2 separate regions of the Capra hircus genome follow, and region 2 is linked to region 1. The links are chromatin contacts, called in public Hi-C maps. All regions are on one chromosome and are shown on one strand. The core of a region is the stretch at or near the end of the contact, and the rest is flanking DNA. Distances in the headings are between cores, read along the strand shown.

Evidence for each region. A called contact is a pair of places that touch in the nucleus more often than the background predicts.
Region 2: a Hi-C map of blood shows a contact between it and region 1, with 2.9 times the contacts expected there. The contact joins two enhancer-like sites. A contact is called at or near these places in 2 of 5 Hi-C or Micro-C datasets (both in blood).

Annotation. Positions count from the first base shown.
Region 1 is chr11:48,371,323-48,375,729 of ARS1.2, forward strand. POLR1A (DNA-directed RNA polymerase I subunit RPA1) reads left to right here. Exons shown (of 35, transcript XM_018055368.1): 8 at 437-542; 9 at 810-972; 10 at 2,736-2,906; 11 at 3,676-3,798. Among named protein-coding and RNA genes, the nearest start is that of POLR1A, 23 kb to the left of the region's middle. Within about 2 kb of position 2,154, at least 2 of the 5 cell types and tissues checked have an H3K27ac peak or open chromatin away from gene starts, as enhancers often do.
Region 2 is chr11:48,654,141-48,658,547 of ARS1.2, forward strand. No RefSeq gene overlaps it. Among named protein-coding and RNA genes, the nearest start is that of ATOH8, 69 kb to the right of the region's middle. Within about 2 kb of position 1,816, at least 2 of the 5 cell types and tissues checked have an H3K27ac peak or open chromatin away from gene starts, as enhancers often do.

The sequences.
Region 1 (4,407 bases), core at 904-3,403:
TGAGCCTGATCATTAAATGGATAGCTGTGGGTGGGCATTGCTTAATACAGTTTGACATGTGTCTTTTTTTTTTTTTTGACATGTGTCTTGAAGGTGCAGTGTAACCTTATTTTTTTTAATGTATTTTATTTGCTTATTTATTTTCATTATTGTTTTTTAATATTGCATTTTTATTTATTTTTTTCACTGCACCATGTGGCATGTGGGATTTTGGTTCCCTGACCAGGGATGGACCCTGCACCCCTTGCAGTGGAAGCGCAGAGTCTTAACCACTGGACCGCCAGGCAATTCCTTCATTAGTCTTTATGGAGACACATGTGATCTTATTCTCCCTATTGCCCTATATTCTGGGTTTTTCGTAAAAATTTTTGTGGTCATCCTTCCATGCTCTTAATGTATAGGTTTAAATGATCTTTTTGATTTATTTCAAACACAGGGTTCTTTCTGAATTACCTTTTTTTGGGACTGGAAGATGTTGGCATGGAGTCCAGGTTTAACCCCAGTATGTTCTTTCTGGATTTCTTGGTGGTACCACCCTCAAGGTAATACCCTTTCATTGGCTTTATTTCACCTGAAAAAGGTTTATGGAATAATTGAATAATGACCTCTGGGAGAGAAAGGAAGGGTCAAAGGTGCTGAAAAATAGAGCAGCAGTTCCACTTCCAGCTGGCAGGTGGTGGGACTATTTTCCTCTTCATTTTTCCTGAGTGCAGGAGGAATGTGGGTTTCCTTTGGAGCTGGGGGCGTGTGAGTAGGGATGGATAAGAGGCTGAGGGAAGTGTTCACTGATTCCACATGTCCTCCTGCAGGTATCGCCCTGTCAACCGCCTTGGGGACCAGATGTTCACCAACGGGCAGACGGTGAACTTGCAGGCTGTCATGAAGGACGTGGTTCTGATCCGAAAACTTCTGGCACTGATGGCCCAAGAACAGGAGCTGCCAAGTGAGGTGGCAGCACCCACCACAGAAGAGGTCAGGAGCTGATATCATAGTTCTAGCTTCCTACGCTGTGGGTGCAGAATGCTGTGGGTCCTGGGAGATACTGGTTGGCAATTCTGTATGGTTGTGTGTGAGCCATGGGTTTGGCCGGATCAGGCAATGTCTGGGGGAAAGTGTGGGTCTGAGCATGACCCCAATGACCGTGCCCAGTGACCTTGATTGAGTTGCTTTGGTTTCTTGTTCCCATCTCCACAATAAAATGAGTGATCTGTGGGGAGGTTTTACCCGTGGCTGTGGTCTGGGCTACCTGCTCTCACTGGCAGTTCTAGAAAAAACAGTCTGTGGTCCTCAGGCTCTGAGCCTGTCCCTACTGGGCTCTGGTACCAGAGACCCGTGCCACCTAGGTCTGATTTTGGCTCATGAAGATCTCTAGCATCAGGGTCAGGAAGGCAGTGTTGGCATTTGGAAGAGTTTCCTGGAATAGGAGTGTCAGATTTGGGGCTCAGTTTTCTCCCCAATAAATGGTGGAGCTGAATTCCATTTTCCTGTTTCAGCAGACGTTTCCTGAATCCCTTTTAGTGTGCTAGGTCTACAGTGGGTATAAAGATGAGTCAGGCACTCAGGAAGTTTGTTGAGATTGCTGACATCCTTCCCAGCTTTAAGATGCTTTCTAAATGCAAATAGGAAGGACTGTCTCAGCCTTAAGTAGACCAGACAGGCTCCCAGGCTCCCTTCCCTGAGTAGGACCGGCCCATCACCAGGTGGCGCCACAGTCTGTCAGGGACACCCGTGCGTGGGTTACTCAGCCTTTCTGCTTGGGTTTCTTTGGTTTTGCTTAAGTTTTCTGATCTGCCTGTGTACATATGCTTTTTTAAAAAGTGCTCAATATTAGAGATATGTGCCGTCTGCAGGTTCTGGTCTAGTTTCAGAGAGATGGCCATAGGATTGCCACGTCCAGTGACCAGAGCTAAGGATTTCATGTTAATGTCTCTTGAAAGTAGGGTAGCCTTTGTCCAAGAAAAAAGCTAAATCTCGGCAGAAATGAGCAGCATCCTCTCAGATTCCTAAGGTCATTGCTGCCTGAAGTCACAGTGCCCTCTTTTCCATCTGATCAATAGCAAGGGTTCTTTCTTCCCATACTTGCACAGGGGCCCTCTCATGAATCATGAATGCCTGGGTGTGACTAGGCGTGCGCCATTCCAGGCACTGAGGATACACCAGTGAGACTGGTCTCACCCATTTCACAAGTAGGCTTGTGGCCCTGAGTCAGCTGATACCTTCAGAAGTGAGTTAGTCTGACAGGGGTGCTGCCATCATACAGGGGTCCCTGGGAGGCTCCTTCAGCCAGAATAGAAACCACACCTGTCTTCTCTATAACTGAGAAGTCTTCTGTCCTTAAGGACAGGCCCACTGTGGGTTGCGTGACATTCTCACTTACTGGATCCCCTTTCATCAGCGCTGACTGGTTTCTTCTCTCTGACCCACTGGGTCGAGGGACCATTTGTCTCTCTCCTGTGTCATACATACCCAGCCCAAGGGGCCCAGTCCAGGTGGCCAGACAGTCGGTCAGTTGGTGGTGCTCTAGGGCAGCTTACCGCCTCATATGTTGTCGATGCACACAGACAAGATCGATTTATGAGCACTTGGGCCACAAATCTGTCAAGTTCAAAAGACATAAAGGCCAACTTCAGAGTTCATCATTTGTCAGAGCTCAAGTGAAAAAGAAAAGTGGAACCAGGCCTGGCCTTCTTGAGGGCTTTCGATCACGCCCGTTTTTCTTGGTTGTGTCTTGGCAGGAAAAAGACTCTTCGATGGCTATGGACCGATCCTTTTTGAGTCAGCTTCCAGGCCAGTCCCTCACAGACAGACTTTACAACATTTGGATTCGCCTTCAGAGCCACGTTAATATTGTGTTTGATAGCGAGATGGACAAATTAATGATGGAAAAGTACCCCGGTATTAGACAGGTGAGCAGTTGGATCCCCATTGCTAGCCGAAGGGGTTAAATAATAAACATGTTTGTCTTAAGGAAGAAAATAGTAACCATACTTGTTTTTTTTTTCCTTGACAGTGACTGTTTTATTTTAACCAATTGGCACTACTGTAGTTTTGGTTTACTTTTTATTTTATTATTTTTTAGTGTAAAATATGAAAGATTTATTTCAACTGTATAAAATAATTGAAAGAGGAATAAAAGAAGATATTAATAAAAGATGGCCCTAACTGAAGAAGTGAATGAAACTAAAATTGCAGACCAAAAAACCCAAACATAATAAATATGTGCATAGTATTGGGTTGGCCAAAAAGTTTGGGTTTATCCATCCTTTCTCGCCAACCCGTTACCATTATACAAGCTTGTGAGTAATAGAAGGATCATCTTTCATACTCATGCTCAATTGCTAAGTTGTGCCCACAATTAAATATGGCATATATATGTTCTAGAGATTCCCTGGTGGCTCAGTGGTAAAGAACCCACATACCAGTGCAGGAGATGCGGGTTCAACCCTTGGGTTGGAAAGATCTCCTGGAGGAGAAAATGGCAACCCACTCCAGAATTCTTGGCTGGAGAATCCCATGGACAGAGGAGGCTGGTGGGCTACAGTCCATTGGGTCACAAAAGAGTTGGGCATGACTTAGCAACTAAAAAACAGCAACATATATTATCTAACAGCGTAATAATTTTGTCTTGATTTGTAAATTTTTTTAATGATTACTGTGGACTATTCCCCCATAAAGATCCTGGAGAAGAAGGATGGTTTGTTCCGAAAGCACATGATGGGGAAGCGCGTCGACTACGCAGCCCGCTCGGTCATCTGCCCGGACATGTACATCAACACCAACGAAATTGGAATTCCCATGGTGTGTGCTGTTAGGTGGCAGATGGGAGTGGCGAGAAAGGCTGGGGAGAAGGCTTGGGATCGTGGTGGCTTGGGTGAAGACAGCATCTGCCTCTCCCCATATTGAGTCCTTAGAAGGGGACCCTGAGGCCATGGCGTTGCCCTCACTCCCCGCCAGGTCTCCAGACACGCTCCACCCACAAGGAAGACCCCTGCTCCTGGGCTACCAGGGCGCAGCCTATAGGGTGCATATCCCACCCGCCTCTCCTCTTCCTGCCCATCTTGGTCTAGTCATTAAGGCTTTCTAGACAGATGGACTACATGACAGAGATGAGGAGGGAGTGGGGCTTTCTGTCCCGTGTACTTGCCTGGCATCAGGAGTCAGCCGCGGAGGAAGGAAGAGAGCCCCAGGAAGCAGGCGTCACTCCCAGATCGTCAGGGGTAGGCAGTTTGCCCTGTCCACCCATTAGTGTTTCCTTAGGGAGCCAGTTTTCTTTTCTCACTTCCCCACCACTTGAGGCTGCGGTACTCATTAGCAACAGCCCCTTCATCGTCTTCCTCCTTAATGGGCCTGGAGGTCAGTAATAGAAGATGGTTTAATTCTCCCTGCGGAGCAGCTCATTTCCTCACA
Region 2 (4,407 bases), core at 566-3,065, 280 kb after region 1:
GAATATTCAGGACTGATTTCCTTTAGGATTGACTGGTTTGATTTCCTTGCAGTCTAAGGGACTCTCAAAAATCTTCTGCCGTCCAGAAGACCCGGGTTCAACCCTGGGTAAGGAAGATCCCCTGGAGAAGGAAATGGCAACCCACTCCAGTATTCTTGCCTGGAGAATTCCATGGACCTGGGAACCTGGTGGGCTACAGTCCATGGAGCCACATCTTGTTGGCTTCAGCTGCAGCAAAAAGGTCGCTCCAAATACATAGCATTTTCCCACAGGCACAAGTTGCTGCTCGGCAGAGTTTAGAGGGGCAGGAGCTTTTCCCAAGATAATCATTTACCCTTTGTTCTTAATCTGTTTTCCTCCCCGTATTCAACCTACCTTTCCTGCTTTTATTTTCAGGATCTTGAACAATTTAAGGGAAGTGGTCTAGGGGTTTGGGGAGAGGAGAAAGAGGTGGTTTGGGGAGAGTGGTGGTCCAGAGTAGCAGTGCCCACCAGAAGGGACAGAGCCTCAGGTGGCAAGGGTAAGCTGCGTGGGACGTCCGGGGCACATGTGGGTGTGGGTCCAGGCCCTGGGGCTGCTGATCTTGGTGAGGAGGCAGCAGAAACTCCTGAAGGCTTAGATGTGAAGCTCTCACAGTGGCCCCGACACACTAAATATTTCCCTTGCCTCCCCCTCCCCTTTTTTCTTGCATCCCATTAAGCTTCTAGGTGCTTGCACAGGCCTAGGGAGGAGGAACCCCACCCCCAAAGCCAAGTAACAGTGAATGCTTCTTCAGCCCTGGCAAGGTGAAGTCAGGTCTAACTTAATTTTTCTTTTTAATTGAAGTATAGCTGATTTACAGTCTGGTGTCTCTGGTGGTAAAGAATCTGCCTGCAGTGGAGGAGACCCGAGTTCAGTCCCTAGGTTTGGGAAGATCCCCTGGAGGAGGAAATGGCCACCGACTCCAGTACTCTTGCTTGGAGAATCCCACGGACAGAGGAGCCTGAGGGGCTACAGTCCATGGGGTCGCAATATATATATATATATTCTTATGTATATATTCTTTCTCCAAGACCTTTGGCTTATGTGCGCGTGTGTCCAGTCACTAAGTCGTGTCCGACTCTTTGCGATCAGATAGGTTGTAGCCGACCAGGCTCCTCTGTGCATGGAATTCACCATGCAAGAATACTGGGGCGGGTTGCCATTTCTTTCTCCAAGGGATCTTCCCGACCAAGGGATCAAACCTGAGCCTCCTGCACTGCAGCCGGATCTTTACCACTGGGCCACCTGGGGAGTCCCTCTTTTTGCTTATAGGTAATTACAAAATATTAAGTATAGTTCCTTGTGCTATACAGTAAGTCCTTGTTGGCTATCTGTTTTATATACAGTAATGTGTCTATGTTAATTTCAACCTCCTCATTTATCCTTCCCCCACCCAAGGTCTAATTTGATTTTAACGAAACAGGGAAGGACACTATTTCCAGCGTTTGAGTCCTGTGATATTTACATAAAATGATTGTTCCTGGAGTAGGTGGAAGAGCACTGCAGGGTGGGAGATGAGAATTCTATTACTGAACCACCAACAGAACAAGACCGCTGCAGGGCAGGTCTGGCTCAGCCATTCAACAGCAATTTACCTCACTTCGCCGACCCTCAGTTTTCTCATTTGTAAAGTGGAAATGGGTTTCACACCTACCAGGGTCCCTTCCAAGCCAGGGTCTGGCCTGCCTGCCCAGTCCAGGGTTTGGAGGCCCTGCAGGTGGCAAGTGTTACAGTCACTCTCTGTACAGAGGAGCAACCGGTGCCAGCCCAGCCTGGCCAGCAGAGGGCACTGCCATGCCATGCAGACTGTTCCTGCCTCAGCCTGCAGGACTGGCAGCTCACCTCAAGGAGGCCCCCCCCCCGTCCTCACAGCTGTATGGAGGAGATGTGCTATCCAGCATCCATCCCCCTTTCAGAGAGGCTGCCTCATCCCCTGGACCGGGTCACTGAGTCTCCACTCAGGCCAGCTTTCAGACTCTGGAGGATCCAGGTCACCACAACCGTGTGACTCCTCTTAACCCCACCATCAATTCCACTCCCATAGTATGCCAGGCCCGCTCAGACCCCTCATGTCACTTAATCTCAAAGAAATGAGATAGAGACCATCGCCCTGTGGGGAAATTGACACAGGAGAGACAAAGTGACTTGCCAAGACCTCATGGAACTGCACTGAAACCCAGACCGCTTCGGATTCCAAAGGCCACGTGATTTCCACAACAGAGTTGAGTCTCTTGAACGTGGGCCTGGGGGTTTGGGCTGTTTGGGGGAAGCAGGATGGCAGGGGTTCTAGTTGCCTAGCAGAGGTCTAGAAGGTGCACTGTGCAGGTACAGGCTGGCATAGCTCAAGCTGAGGTTGGCGTCACGTGGAGCACGGATGCGCCTGGAGATCAGATGCCCACTGTATGCGGCTTGTTTGGGGCAGCCCCGTCAGAAGCAGCTCAGACCCTGTGAGGTGTCTGTCCTTCACTGAGGCTGAGCAGCGCTCCTGGGAGGCCCTGATGACAGGACAATTAGGGAAATTAAAGGCAGGGGTGGGCAGGGGAGCCCAGGCCACACTCTCACTGTCCTGTTTCCTGGGTTGGCGACCGATGGCAGCTACAGGCAGTTGGCGCCCACCTTGTCCTCCATCTCCTCCGAGCAAGCTGGCTCGGGGCCCTTTTCTGTTTCCCTCTCGGAGGTCACCAATGTGACGTCTCCCAGCAGCCCAGATTTACCATCAGTGAAAATTCAGTTCCCCCAAATGGGGAACCCTGTCTGCACAAGGGACTGGGTCAGACCTGCAGGGGTTTTGATGAGGGACCAGAATGGGGGAGATGAACACATCCATAGCTCAAGGTGACCCAAGGCCAAGGCGATGGGAGACCTGAAGGTGAGGAGAGTGTTGGGGTACCCTGTCTGGTGGGGAGGGCCCGGGAGGACCTAACGCACTGACTGATGGTCAGCAGACAGAGCCTTGGGCTAGGAGAGGGGCTGAGCCCAGGCGGACAGGTGGGAGGAGGGGCCGGGGTTCAGAATCAGGAGAATGTGTGTGGTGGTGGGGAATGTTCGAAGGCGTTGGTCAGGGATGAAACAGGGAAGGCGGGCAGGGGGCAAGCGTGGGGAGCTACGTGTCAGGCTGAGGATGCCATGGGCGCATACAGCTGACCAGCACGTTAGGAGGGCATCAAAGCACCTAAGACTCTGAACCAGACTGCCTGGGTTCAAGTCCCAACCCAGCCAATCACTAGCTGTGTGACCTTGGGTGAGTCATCGGGTTCCTTGGTGTTCTAGTTTCTCACCTAAAATGCTGTTCAAGTATGACAGCTACTGTGAGCATGAAATAAATTCAACTGTGTGCAGCACTTAGCAAGTGCCTGACTGTTACAGCATATAAATAATAGCAACAGCTATTTGGGCCGCACATACGATGCTCCAGACTCTGAGCTGTGTCCGTATCTTCTACATCGTCGCTTTAACCTTCACGGGAAATCTCAGAGGTACTATCACGGTACCATGACTGCACCCATTTTACAGATGGAGAAAGGTGGTCACAGTCACCGAGCAGCAAAGTAATGAGCCTGGCTCCACACTCCTGCCCAGAACACTCGGCCCATGTCTCCTCCTCCCTCCCCCACCCGCCTGGTTCTAGGGACCTTTAAGCCACCGTCTCTTTCCGCTGCCAGAGAAGGGTCCTGGGCCATGGTCTCTGTGGCTCATAGATCCTGGGATTCTGAGCCCAGCTTTGTGGGCCTGAATGCAAGAGTAGGAGAAGCAGCTCAGTTCCCCATTCCCTTCCGCCCCTCTCCGCCCCCGCCCCAGCCCCACCTCCACCCTGCAGACCCCTCCCCAGGTCCATGGCTAGCAGTCTAGGTTTTAGGCTACACACCAGCCGCTCCCTGTTCAAAGCAGGGGGAAAGGCGTGGAACCCTTAAAACAGTGCAAATGTGTCCCGCGCCTGGGCCCGGCGCGCACAGACAGAAGTTGTGTACACAGGATTTTAGTATTTCCTCTCCGGCTCCAGCCCCAATTTGAGGGCCTGTAAAAGCTTGAATGGCGTCCAGTGCGGCGTGGTTTGCCTAAGCTCGGCTCCCGGCGCAGAGTCAAAGCAGCCCACACAGGGCTGGGGCGCCCGCGGGGGTCCCTGGGGGGCAGAGGGCGCCCATGTGGGGCCGCCGAGCCTCCCCCCAGCCCCCTCCCCCGCCCCCCCAGCCCCCTCCCCCGTCCTGGTGTGGGGCTCTGATGGCGGGAGGCGAGGGCCGGACTGCCTGCGTGATCCACTGCTTCACTGCCCCCCACCCCTCCCACGTTGCCTGGAGGAAGAAATTATGAGCTGGAAACCTCTCTCATTTCATGGGGGTGGGGAGGGCTCCCCGTGACTGAGGGGCTGGTCCAGGCTGTACCCGGGGC